Regions from separate parts of the Macaca mulatta genome. Here region 2 is linked to region 1. Evidence: chromatin contacts called from public Hi-C data. All regions are on one chromosome and are shown on one strand. Each heading gives the region's core, a stretch centred on a gene start, on an enhancer-like site or on the middle of the called end of the contact. The rest is flanking DNA. Distances are from core to core; before and after follow the strand shown.

Region 1 (6,760 bases), core at 2,676-5,175:
CTGCGCCCCGCAGAGATGTTCTGGAGACCAAGCAGTCCACGGCCCAGCGCCAGTGGGGCACACTAGCCACGACGTCCCCGCCTCCCAGGGTTCCACGCAGGCCAGGACACTCTCCCTGCCTGGGCTCCGGGTCGCTCTCAGCCGGCCATCCCCCAAGGGTTCCCCAGAAAATTCACCACTCGCACCCCACCCACCCCACTCCCACCCCCGCCATCCCTCTCGCATCCCTGCCCGGATGTCTAGGCCTGAGCACCCGTTGCGCCCCGCCGGCGTCCTCTCTGGCCCGCCTGAGAGCGCACGGTCCCGAAGTCCTCGGGCAAACCCGAACTGCGGAGGGCAGAGGCTGGGCTCGCTGGTTCTCGCCAGAGCGCCACACCAGCCGCTCTCCTCCCGCCTCCAGGCGGCGGGGCCCAGCCTTCACGCCCGCTCCTACTCGGGGGCCCGATTCCTTCCGGCGGCGGGCGGTGCTCTGCGGCGCTGCGGGACGCTGAGTGTGTATGCGAGGCGCGGCCTATATTTACACCCCAAACAAAATAATTACACTTTTGTCGGAGGGAGAAAGCCAGTGATTAGGCGTAGGCTCTTTGCGGCAAAACAGTTTCTCAGTGGTACACCAGTATAATTTTTCACGGCTGGCTGAAATCAAAGAGGGGAGGTAATGAATCCGGCGAGCAATTTAAATTTACAATTTGTAACGCCGCCGCCGCCGCGCAGACCCGGCCGAGAGCGCAGCTCAGAGGCACTCGCTGCGTTTGTTTAATGTTAAAGCCGCGCTGGCTCTTGGGGGTGGGGTGGGGGGAGTGTGCGTGTTGGGGGTGGGAGCGGTAATGATCGAAGTCGGGAGAGGACGGGCTGGGTCGCACAAGATGCCACCAAGAGAAGCGGGCAAAGCGCTCGCCTCTCCGGTCCCCCCAGTCACCCGGGCCCCCAGCGCGCGCGTTTCCCAATAAAGGGTGCCACTCCCGGCCGTTCGAACAGAGGAGATGCCTTAAGAGGAGCCAGGAGAGGGACTGGCTGCCAGAGAAGACCCCCTTTCCTGCTTGGCTGCAGAATCTCCCAGGCCGGAGACTTTCCGGTGAGGAATAGGGAGGTGCAACTGAAAAGACCTCTTCAACCCGCGGGAGGGTCAGCTCCAAAAGTCCGGAAGAGCCCTCATTCCGGCCGCTGCCCGTGTCCCGAGCTGGAGAACTCAAGAGATGTATCACCCACGCCCCAGCTCAGCGCTCCTCAAAACTCCCACCCCAGGCTAGTGTGCGCCTCCTCGCCCGTAATTAATTACCGAACTCAAGGGGGAATATGCAAACCGCATATTACTAACTCTACAGGGCTTAAGTGATTGGAAACAGATTATTATCTTGTTTGTCTTTTGTCTGTTTTACTTATCCCGCCGCCGTCTGTCGAGTTGTAATGTTGATACTCTTTACTCTAGGAGGAAGATTTTTATATAGTAAATTCCATCAACATCTTGTATAAGTGACATTGCATCTCCATGCATTACCCTGTTAAGACACAAGCGGTTTATTAGTTACATATAGGAGGGGATTTCGCTGCCTGGTCGCCATCTGTTAGCGCTGTTAGGGTGGGATGCGTCTAATAGCTGGTCTGCTGGCATTTTCCGATGCTGTGCACCGGGGAAGGTGGTGGGCTAGAAAAGGCCGAGTGGGTTCTGGGCAGCTTGGTAGCCCAGGTCCAGGGAGTTCTGGAAGTGGGGCTGAGCTGTACTGAGGGTGAGGCCCCCAACGCAACTCTGGGGGGCTGCAACAAGGGCAGGATCGGTAAGTTCCCCTACAAGAGATGGAAGGTCAGACCAGGGCTTCTGGAAACAGAGTCCTCATCTCCTGCAACCAAATATTCAGCCCCAGGTAACCCACACTTATCCCTACTCAGGGCTACTGTCATTTGTTCCCTCTTCCTACGACCTCCCTGGCCTGGTCACATGGTGGCTGGGGCTTGGCTACTCCTTGAAGCTCTCTGGGAGATGAGGACCAGTGGGTCTGTCCGAGATTCAGATAGAGCTGAGTACACAGGCCCCCTGACACCACCAGTGGGTGCGCAAAGCCTGGGCTGGAAACACACACCACACAGGGCACTTTGGATATTTTGTGGGGTTTGGGGGAGAATGGGCTCAGTGTGCCTAGTCTGGAGCAGAGAAGAAAGTGGTTGGATGGAGGTTTTTAATGACCACGGAGCACGTGGCAGGGGTGCAAGTGTTCCCCCCATATCCCAAAATCTGCAGGATGCACAGTAAGGAGCACTCATCTCAGCGCTGAGTGGCATGCTGGATTTGGAAGCTCCAGCAGAGAGACCAGGAGAGGAGAACAAAAAAAAAGAGAGAGAGAGAGAGAGAGAGAGAGAAATGGAGAAAGAAAGCAAGGGAGAACCAAAGGAAAACGAAACAGAAAGAGAACAGACTCTGAGCACAAGAGAAAAACGGAGACAGAAAGGAAAACAGACATGTGGCAAGAACTCGGGAGACACAGAAAAAGCCCAGTGAGACAAAGACGGAGAAGGCAGCATGATTCACCTCTGCCGGGAGCCTGAGCACCTCTCTCCTCTCCGGGTTCTTATTTCTTTCCAGCTCTGCCCTGCCAGAGCTCAAGTATCCTTTAAGCCCAGGCGGGCAGAGCCAAGAGCTGCCGGAAACTGCGGTTCCATTTGAAGTCTCTCATGGCCGAGCCTAGGAGACCAAGTGAGATTCATCCTGCCTGTTCCTGGTTGAGCTGGGCTCTAACCAGGCTCACTACTATGCTCTGTAGATGCCTGTCCCCTGACAAGCTAGAGGGTCAGGTAACAGCACCAACAAGCAGAAGTTGTCCGGGTTAGGGATTCCTTTTCCAGCGGGCTGGCTGGTGAGTCAATGCTCCACTCTGTAACCAGCACTCACCAATTCCCTGTCCCTAGCAAGATCACCTCCCCTAGATAACTGTGGGGGACAGTGCTAGACCTGAAGAGGAACGGGGACAAGTGGGCATTCCTGAGCCCCAACACAGGCATCCACAAATCCTGTTATCTCAACCTCCAAATCCACAAAGGTAAGCGCTGCTAGGAGTACACACACAAACACAAATACAAGCATAACCGCCCCCCCCCTCCGTCACACACACACACACACACACACACACAGCCTACAGGAGTTGCATAAACAAAAAACTACTGTTTGCACAAATACACACATTTGCAGGCACACACACACAGCGACTGGCACACAAACATAGCTCTTCAAAATTCTGCACTCACAGACAAAACCAACCCAGCTCAGTCTCCTATACACAGGGTCTCAAGTATGCACGCCCTCACCTACACACAAACACACACATTCAGGTTTTTAAAAGTACACCTTCACATCAATGCTTGCAAACACAGACACAAATGTGCTTACGTTAATGCACACGTACACATGAAAACATCCTCACATTTTTGCGTCCTAAAATAAACACACACACATAGGCACAGACCAACAAAAATAAAAGTGCACACGGTGATAAACACAAACATTAGCAGGACCATACGCAATTACAAACACACGAATCTGCACACACAAAAACGCACACGCAGAAATGTACTCACAGGATTGATGGTACTAATGCAATAAACAGATGCAAAAATGGAATTCTCAAACAGCAAGTATACACTAACAAGCTCAGGAAATACACCCAAACAAACGTTCACAGCCAAGTGTTGGCACAAACCCCTCTAGCTCCAGCCCTTGGTCCCAGGCCCTACTCCCTCAGCCCCCTTTCCAGAAGCGAAACGAAAATCCTGGTTGCCCATTCTTGGCCTCCCCAACTTGGAGCCCTGGTGGCCACGCTGGCCCCGAGGGAGAGGAGGCCTGGTCCCTTCTCCTCCTCAGACCCACACACCCCCTCCTCACACACACCTGCCAGCACCACCCCGCTCCTTAACACACACACACACTCTCTGCTCACACTCTGGGAGCCCTGCCGAGCACGGAACACACGTGCGCCGCTTCTCCTGCGCCCAATGAGGGGACAAACTTGCACACCCAGCCCGCACGGCGTGAATGCAAACAGCGTTTTCATAGTCGCTGGTGTCCCCCGCCTCAGCCGTACGACCCACTCACCACAGTGCCCATAGGCTGACCTGGAATCTGGAAGGTGCAGCGAGGAAAGGAGAGACGTGGTGAGTGCCACCTCCGAGCTGTCTGCGGGAAGACCCGTCCACCCTCAATCTCCCCCTGTCCACATCTCCCTCAGAGCCCCGTGAGCAGCGTACTCAGGCCTGAAACTCTGGAGTTCGGGACCAGGCCAGACTGCACCCCTCCTCCTCCCCCGCCTCCCCACCCTGGGCCTGGGCCTGCGCTCGGTGGCCTGGCAGGAAAACCTACCCAGGTCGCGCGGCCTCCACTAGCTCTCTCCATGAGAAAGGCCCGGCTGGGCCCCAGCCCCGTGTATGACAAAAAGAAGCCGGGGCCGGCTCCAGGAGCTCAGAGAACCGCGCTGACGCAGCTTCAGAGCGCAGACGGGGCGCGGGGGTGGGGGAATCCAATCTGGGCTGCCTGGGCTGGAGAAGGGGAGGTAGGTGTGGGGCGTGGGGCAACTTCTGCAAGTTCTAGGGATGGTAAAGGGGGCAGGGGTACCTCCCGGACTAGGCCTTGGAACCCGTGATCCCCAAATATCTGTGAGGAGAAAAAGAGAGGAAGAGAGACGCAGTTTTCCGTATCGCGCGGCCCCCGCCCCGTCAGCCCCAAACTGGAAGGTAAATACTTACTTAGCCTCCGAACCAGGTACAAGCTAATACTCAACAATACTGATGCCTTGTTTTTTTTGCTCTGTCCGGACCGCAACGCTGTAGCCAATTTAGATATGCTATAAATTTAAGAGGTTGCCATGGCCACGGTGCGCCCATTGGCCGCTGGGCCCCCTACGTGCCGCGCCACGTCACCAAATCTGAATAAGGATGCGCGAATTACGCGGCGACCAGACAAAGATGAGGATCCGGACCGCTTGAAAGTGGGGGAAAGTGCCGGCGCCTCCGCCACCGGGGAAAGCCGCTCCGCAGCGCCGAGGCCAGCAGCCACCCGAGATACCTGGGGAAGCCCGGAACAGGCGCCGGGGCGTGCGGCCGGTGGCATGAGGTTGTGAACGCCACCCCCACCCCCACCATCCCACTCCCGGCAGCCCAGCGCCAGGCCAGCGATTGCCCAAGGACTTGACCGGCTGAGTCTTGGTCCGGACCGGACTCGCCCTGCAGCTGCTGAGACAAGAGGCGAAGGGCAGCGGAGGGCCCGGCAGGCCCGAGGGCCAGGGGCCCAAAGGGAGGGCAAGGCGGCTGAAGCCGCCGGGGCACGGGGCTATGATGGTGCACTGTGCCGGTTGCGAGCGGCCCATCCTCGACCGCTTTCTGCTGAACGTGCTGGACCGCGCGTGGCACATCAAATGTGTTCAGTGCTGCGAGTGCAAAACCAATCTCTCGGAGAAGTGCTTCTCGCGCGAGGGCAAGCTCTACTGCAAAAATGACTTCTTCAGGTAAGAGGCCGCGCCGCGCCGCTGCCTGCGCGCCCACCCTGCGCGCGCTCCACTGGGGAGCTGGGGAAGGGGAGACCCCCATACCCATCCCAGCCTCCCCGGATCATAAGCTTAGATGGGGAGCGGGCAGCACTTTGCTCTCCTCTTGTCCTCGGTACAGGAAAGGTCCCGAGCCCAGGCGGAGGAAGAAGGACGCTGCTTCGCTGCCTCACGTTGGCTCGAGGCCGGCTCAGAGCGCTGGCGGGGCAGAGGGAGGAAGCCCTGACAAACTTGCTCTCTATCCCTCTCCGCCCCTTCCAAGCGGCTGCAACCCCAAGACAGAAGCTTCAATCCCTGTCCCGAGAGAGAGGAAAGATTTTTGCCTGAGTTAGAGACGCCTGGAGGCTTCTCACTCCAGGCAGAATGTGTGAGCCCATCGACCCGCAATCCCAAACAGAAACTTCTCAGCTCCGGAAGGGGCCCAGCGAGGAAGGTCTCCCCTGGTGACGGGAGGAGAGAACCTCCCCACCCCCATCACGTCCCAACCCCTTAAACATTTCCTCCCATGTTGAAAAGCAGAAACGAAATCGAGGCTGAGAATCAGGACCTCTGGGGTCTAGACTGAGCTGTGGCACCTCCCCAGCACCCCCACCCCTGTGGGCCCCCTGGCTGGCCAGGGCAGATCACGTCTCTGGGCCTCAGTTTCCCCAGTCTGGAAGCCAGTAGAGTTTTGGGCAGCTGAGCCCTGCCTGTTTCCCCTGGGCACCCAGAGCCGGCTTTGTGAACAGGAATTCCCCGCGCTGAGGAAGGGGGGCGTGAAACACGCCATAGAGAAAGGCAGCCTGCCGGCCCCAGCGACTTCGCACTGGGAATTTGAATAGGAGAAAATGTCAGCCGCTCCTTTACACGTGTAAACTCCCTGGACCCGGAGGCCCGATGTCCCTAATGTAGCAGTGCTTGCAAAGCGCCTAATGATTTTTGATAAGGTGCATATGGCCAATTACGCTGCCGGATAAGGCCAAAAGTGACTTATGGCTTCTAATGCCCTCACTACATCAATGTCACCCAAATTCACCCTGTTTAGAGACATGGGTGTGAGTAGATGCAGGGTCCCCAGAGTCCTGGGTCCTCCCCCACCCCACCCCCAACCTAAGCCTCACCCATCTCCCATTTCGGGGGAGGCTGACTTTCTCCCTGAGCTCAAAGAAGAAAGAAAAGGAATGAGATCAGGAACGCGGGAAAGGGGGGATTTGAGAGATTCCTCTCCTGGCCTTGCAGGGTCTATGATTGTCCTG
Region 2 (6,760 bases), core at 2,583-5,082, 1.2 Mb before region 1:
TCTCCAAGCGACTGACAGGCAGCCTCTGGACCAGAGAGGAACTACGCTGTCAAAGCAAGCTTTGGGGAGGAGGAGGGGGTGGGGGTTCATGGTGAGTGGAGACTCGTGGAGGAAGAGCAAGCCTCCACTGGGTTCAGCACTGCCAGGGGGAGAGTCAGGGTTCCGGGTAGCACAGCAGTGCTAATGTATGTACCCCAGAGGGGTAGGGGGTGCTAGGGCAATTTGCAGGAGGAACCACAAACAGTAAACTAGATACTCCCCAGAGAGCTACTTCCTTGGGATCCGTGATAAGAAAATCACTTCCTCAGGTGGGAGAACTGAGCCCGAAAGAGAATGAGAGCCCTAGGGGGGCAGGCACCTGGTCAGTTTCAAAGCTTGTCAATATCAAAAGAGGCTGGGATCCTGAGATCAAATGAACTGGGGCACTGGGCAGAAACGAGAAGCCATTGCCAAACTGCCAGGATGACCAGAAAGCCCCTCCCCCAGGAAAAGTTCATACATGAACCCACCCCTGTACGAAACTTCTTAATTAGGTCTCCTACCCCCGGAGAATCTTGGATGCCCTTCTGTCAACAGAATTCCCAATTTAGTGACACCTCGGACTGAAAAGAGCTCTGCGGCAAACGGGGGTGAAAGTTTAAGAGGGAATAAGCATGTAATAGTCTCTTGCCAGACCTCACACATGCTGAAGGGAATATTTACAGCAAACTGGCCAAAGTAAACGACCCCGCCTACCCACCATCCTTTTTCCCTCCTCCCCGCCTTTTTTGTAAACTTCAGATAAACACCATTTGATCACAAAAGGGTCGGTTTGTCCCCTTTATAGTTTGAGGCAGGCAGTGCGGCAGGGAAAAGTGGTGCGGGCTAAGCTTCCGTCTCGGGCAAGGCCAGCTTCTTTGCTGGCACCGTGGCCTGGGCTAAGGACAGTTGATTTGGTTTTGTTCCCCTCACCCCCACCCGACCCCACCCCCACAAACGAACATTATTTTCGGGGTCCTCCCCCCACCCACCTTTAACACTCGCCTACATGCACTCACACTACTTTAAATGCTGCAGGCATTGCAGATAGAGAGGTTTTTCAGTTAATTTACTTTTTTAATTCCAGACCTACAATTAAATGAAAACTCTTTTTGCGAAAAGGTGGAGGAATATTTCAGAGACACCAGAAATTATCTGGGTCTTTTCTGACCCGAAATCTGCCCTCTTTCTCCCTTCTCCTGCCCTTAAGTCACCCTCTTCTTGGACTCTGTTAAAGGGCAGGCTCTTTCAACGTCTCTAGTCTGTCTTTTGTTGAGTGTTAAGACCGAAGGAAAGAGGATCGAGGGGTCTGCAGGGAGAAAAAGACCGCGGAGAGCCGGCAGCTGGCGCCTAATGCCGGGGTCCGGGGCGCGCTGGCCTCGTGGGTTCTCCCGGAGGCCAGGCCCAGCACAAGCCTTCTGAACACGCTGGCCAATGTTTAACCCGAATGCAGTGGCCACCAGGCCGCTTTTGTTTGTTCGCAAATTAATCACCCAGCGCATGGCCGGCGCCAGAGTGGGTTTATCACCCACCGGGAGGGGGGCGCGCCGGGCACGCAGAGACAAAGAGGAGTTCGCACCTTCCCGCTTTTGATCCCAGAATTACGGCGGCCTCCCTGCCTAATACGAGCCTCCTGGGGCCGAGTCTGGGAGGTCAGTCATAATTGGCGGAAGTTTGCAGACCATTAGCAAGATGTCGACATTTTCGATTCGAACCCCGCAAACTTTCCTCTCGTTCTCTGCTTCGCGCGCTGGAGGTGGGGGTGGGGGAGGACATGAGGGTCAGAAGTAGTGATCTGGGGTGATCCCAGGGTTAAGTTAGAGCTATGGGCAAAAAATAGGCAATTGAGGGAGGAGGACAGTGTGAGGGGCAGAACTCCCTCTCAGTCCACCCGCGGAGCCAAAAACAAGTCGAGACATTTTTTAGTAAAATCCGCAAGCTCCCCTCCCATTTCCAAAGCAGACAGCTGGCCAATGCGGAGGAATGTCTCCCTGCTGTGCGTGGGACGCTTGGGGGCACCGAGTGGGTGAGGAGGGGGTCGGTCACAGTGTGGTTGTAGAACTACTTTGCTTCCACTCCAAGTGTTGGGGCAGAGACTGGCCTGCGAGGGCAGGCAGGCAAAACCAGATCGCTGGGATTTGGGGCCGCTCTTGAAAGTGCAGCGAAGCGGCCCCAGGCCCCGGAGGCGAGCAGTGTGGGGGAGAGGGATGCACTTTTTTTTCTATCTTTTTTTGGGGGATCCCCAGAGATTCATGAAACCCTGCAGTGACCTCCGTGTTCTGTATAAGGCGGGGAATGGCCTGGCCTTTCGCACCCTTCAGGGCGGGGCGGAGGGGATGCGGGAGGGGGTGTTATGAGCCAACACTCTAGGGTCCACCACCTCATTTTTTTCCCCTGTCTCTCCTTTCTGTATTTTAACCACTGGCAGAGACAGACAGAGAGGACGCCAGAGAAAGACACACTGAAAGGGAAAGAAAGGGGCGAGATGGCGAGCCAGACGGAGTTCGCAGAACCACTCTGTTCTCTCTGGTGACTTCAGGGAATTCTCAACGCTGGCGCCAAACTCTCTTAACCATGTGCGTCAAAAATGCGAGGCTGGAGAAGCTTGCCGCCTCAAAAGGTCCACCCCTATCTCAGCGTGGTTGGCCCACAAGAGCACTTCATTTTCACTCGTCTCTTGCTGCCACGTTGGGGTTTCGGAGTTGCTGGGAGTTGCGGGGGTGCACAAGGCAAAATGCGAGAGAGGCCTGCGCTGGCCTGCAGAGACTCACACATCCAAAGCCAGGGGTCTCTGAAACCCCTAAGCCCCCAGATCAGCCCTTTCTCCGTTCCCTTTCCATCGAAGAAGCTTTCATCTCAGGAAAGATAAAAGAACATTGTTTTCAAGATTTCCCTCCATCTAAGCAAGGATGGTCCAAGTCATTGGCCCCCAGAATCAAGAACTGTGGGCTTAGGCGAATCCTCTGACCCCGACCGGGCGCTGCGGTAACAGAGTTAGTAATTCGGCGATTGGTAAGATCCGGTCGTTTCCCTCTTGTCCGCCCAAGAGGAGGCCCCCACCCTACCCGTACTGAAAACAGTCATCTCGCCTCTGAGGTGGGGGCGTTTCACGGTTTGTTTTACAAACTCAGCCTCCCTCCCCGACTTCTGGCGAGATAAGTCTCCGGGGTGGAGAAAGAACTGAGGCACCGAGAGATAAGTGCGATGCCTAGAGAAGATACCAGGCTGGCGCGCCTCCCCCAACCCACTCGCCCACCCCTTACCCTCTGCTGTGCTCCCAGCCGGGCCTCGAGGTGAGGGCAGCGGCTTGGAAGGGACAGGCTCAGAACCCAGTCCCTCGCTGTGCTCGCTTTGTCCAGATCCTCCATTCTCTTCTCTACACCCACACCCACATCCAGGTGGAATATGGGGGCCCGCATGCAAATGAAAGACGAGATCCAAAAGGGCCGGGTAAATGCATTTCGTAAAAATCCTAAGTCCATCTTCCCCAGGAGCTCAGACAGGGTCAGCCGCGCAGGCTGTGTACGTGTTTGTGTGTACGTGTTTTTCGGTGTGTGGTTCAGTCCCACTGTGTTGGTGCGTGTTCGAGTACAGATGCACTGGGGGTGTTTGGGTCTCCGCACATGGCTGCAGGTGGGGCACAGTGGAGAGGAAGCCCACACATCCGTGTGCTCCCCTAGCCCAGATGCAGGGGAGACCAGCACCGAGACACCCGAGCCCGGGAGCCCTTTAGCGGCGGCCAGGCGGAGCTTGGCTCCACGTGGGGCTGGAGAGCACTCAAGCCTGTAGTCTCGGCGCTCGCCTCTCCGCAGCCGCCGGCTTTTGTAGAACCGAGCAGCCGGATAGCAGCTCGCGGGGAGGCTCGGCCACCCGCCCGGCTCGCCTGGGGCCGGGAGAAGGAGAGCTGGAGAGAGTACCGGCTGCGGCGGTCGGAGAGGCGAGCGGAGTGCAAGAGAGGCGAGCGCCCCTGCCCGGCGCCCGGGCGCGCTCTCCGCCTTCCCCTCCCGGCTCGCCTGCTCGCTGATTCCCTCCCTCTCTCCCTCCCTCTTCCTCCTTGGCCCTGCCTCCTCCCTCGATCCCCGGCTGGATGACTGAGGCATTTCAGACGTGGGCTGAACCAGAGCGAGCGAGCTCAGGGGCTGCAGCGATCTCTCGATAAGCCACCTAGAGGCGACTCTGTGCGCGCGCTCCCCAGTGGCTCCCGCCCTCCCTCTGATCATGTTGACATATTCACAGGACAGGCAGTAGTACCGATGCGGCGCTGCGACGTTACAGTTTCCGACACCTTCTTTTTATAACTCAGCTCTATCCCCCAGCACTCGACCTGTGAAAACCACGCCTATGCAGCAACACAATTGGTCCGAAAGCGTCAAAGAGCCAATCAAGAGGCCTCCGGCTCCCCGCAGCCCACAGCGCAGCCCGACCTTCTAGAGCCGCCGAGCAGACGCCCGGTGAATTCTAGAGGCGGCGGAGGGTGGCGAGGAGCTCTCGCTTTCTCTCGCTCCCTCCCTCGCTCCCTCCCTCTCCGACTCCGTCTCTCACTCTCTCTCTCTCCCTCCCCCTCTCTCTTTCCCTCCGTTCCATTTTTTCCCCCTCTAAATCCTCCCTGCCCTGCGCGCCTGGACACAGATTTAGGAAGCGAATTCGCTCACGTTTTAGGACAAGGAAGAGAGAGAGGCACGGGAGAAGAGCCCAGCAAGATTTGGATTGAAACTGAGACACCCTCCGGAGGCTCGGAGCAGAGGAAGGAGGAGGAGGGCGAACGGAAGCCAGTTTGCAGTTCAAGTTTTGATAGCGCTGGTAGAAGGGGGTTTAAATCAGATTTTTTTTTTTTTTTTAAAGGAGAGAGACTTTTTCCGCTCTCTCGCTCCCTGTTAAAGCCGGGTCTAGCACAGCTGCAGACGCCACCAGCGAGAAAGAGGGAGAGGAAGAGAGATAGGGGGCGGGGGAAGAAGAAAAGAAAGGTAAAAAGTCTTCTAGGAGAACCTTTCACATTTGCAACAAAGGACCTAGGGGCTGGAGAGAGATTCCTGGGACGCAGGGCTGGAGTGTCTATTTCGAGCTCAGCGGCAGGGCTCGGGCGCGAGTCGAGACCCTGCTCGCTTCTCTCGCTTCTGAAACTGACTTTCAGGAGCGGCTTTTTAAAAACGCAAGGCACAAGGACGGTCACCCGCGCGACTATGTTTGCTGATTTTTCGCCTTGCCCTCTTTAAAAGCGGCCTCCCCTTCTCCAAAAGACAACTTTCCTTCCTCCCTTTGAAGTGCATTAGTTGTGATTTCTGCCTCCTTTTATTTTTTCTTTCTTTTTTTCTTTTTTGTTTTGTTTTCCCCCCCTTTTGAACTATGTGCTGCTGTTAACAACAACAACAACAAAAACAACAAAACACAGCAGCTGCAGACTTGTCCCCGGCTGGAGCCCAGCGCCCCGCCTGGAGTGGATGAGCCTCTCCATGAGAGATCCGGTCATTCCTGGGACAAGCATGGCCTACCATCCGTTCCTACCTCACCGGGCGCCGGACTTCGCCATGAGCGCGGTGCTGGGTCACCAGCCGCCGTTCTTCCCCGCGCTGACGCTGCCTCCCAACGGCGCGGCGGCGCTCTCGCTGCCGGGCGCCCTGGCCAAGCCGATCATGGATCAATTGGTGGGGGCGGCTGAGACCGGCATCCCGTTCTCCTCCCTGGGGCCCCAGGCGCATCTGAGGCCTTTGAAGACCATGGAGCCCGAAGAAGAGGTGGAGGACGACCCCAAGGTGCACCTGGAGGCTAAAGAACTTTGGGATCAGTTTCACAAGCGGGGCACCGAGATGGTCATTACCAAGTCGGGAAGGTAAGCAGTGGGGGCCTCCTCCCCTAAGCTGCTGGATAGTTTTATCCTCCCTTTATCTCTCTGCTCCCAGAACAGTCGGTTGGTCGGTTATTACGGCTTGGACGAAAAGTTAGTTCCCATAGAAATATGTGCACAGACTTCCAGGCCCTGCCCCAGTGGCAGGAAATTTCAGCTTACCTGGGCATCTGCACGGGTCTTATATTTGGTCTGCATCGTGGGTTCCCTCCCCAACAGACAATTTTTCAATGGAGCGTAGATATCCCTGCAGGGAGCAGGAAAAAAAAAAAAAAAAGGCACTCTACTGCAAGAAATGCACTCTGCAAACCCTCCTGGAACATCCTTATTTCTTTGTTGATGTTGTGTTGTCTGTTTTATTTTGTTCTCCAGAAAGAAAAACTTAAAGCCCTCTCCTTTTGTGTGGGTAGCGGGAGGCCTGACACCAGTCCCCGGCCCTTTCTGCCCTCCAGTCTAGCCTCTGGGTCTAAAGGGGCCTGCTGCTGCCCTGGTCAGAGAGAAATCGAAGGGCATTTTGGTTTGTTTGCCCACACCACTTCACGTGTCTGTAACCCAAGGGCGAGTTCAGCAGGCAATTTTGCATAATTTAAGATTGTGTTTGCAGACTGAAGGAGCCAGTGAGGAGACACACACTGCTTTTTTAATGTGTGAATATTATCAACCATATTTTACGTAATATTTAAAGGTCCTTGCCTGACCAAAACCTGCCTGGAAGAGAAGATCCTGTAACAGTCATTTAAAAACACTGATTTTTTAAAATAGCATTGAAGCCTGTAAAGGCATAAAGTTAAAAAGATAAAAATAAAATCCCCTTCATGATATCTTAAGCATTCTGTCTCCTTCCAAGCTAAATGAGGCCAAAGTTTGGCATAAAATCCTCAAACCCACAAGACATTTAGT

The links. A called contact is a pair of places that touch in the nucleus more often than the background predicts.
Region 2: a contact with region 1 is called in a Hi-C map of fetal cortical plate, with 2.7 times the contacts expected there. The contact joins the promoter of TBX3 here to the promoter of LHX5 in region 1. A contact is called at or near these places in 2 of 14 Hi-C or Micro-C datasets (fetal cortex germinal zone and fetal cortical plate).

The regions. Positions count from the first base shown.
Region 1 is chr11:120,716,741-120,723,500 of T2T-MMU8v2.0, reverse strand. LHX5 (LIM homeobox 5) reads left to right here and starts at 3,925. Exons shown (of 6, transcript XM_001111705.4): 1 at 3,925-4,140; 2 at 4,813-5,486. The coding sequence starts at 5,314. LOC114670955 (a long non-coding RNA gene) reads right to left here and starts at 4,808. Exons shown (of 2, transcript XR_003720812.2): 1 at 4,729-4,808.
Region 2 is chr11:121,932,811-121,939,570 of T2T-MMU8v2.0, reverse strand. TBX3 (T-box transcription factor 3) reads left to right here and starts at 3,832. Exons shown (of 7, transcript XM_001111958.4): 1 at 3,832-5,845. The coding sequence starts at 5,457. It overlaps LOC144332669, which reads left to right. Exons shown (of 6, transcript XM_077953105.1): 6 at 2,447-5,402. The coding sequence ends at 2,551.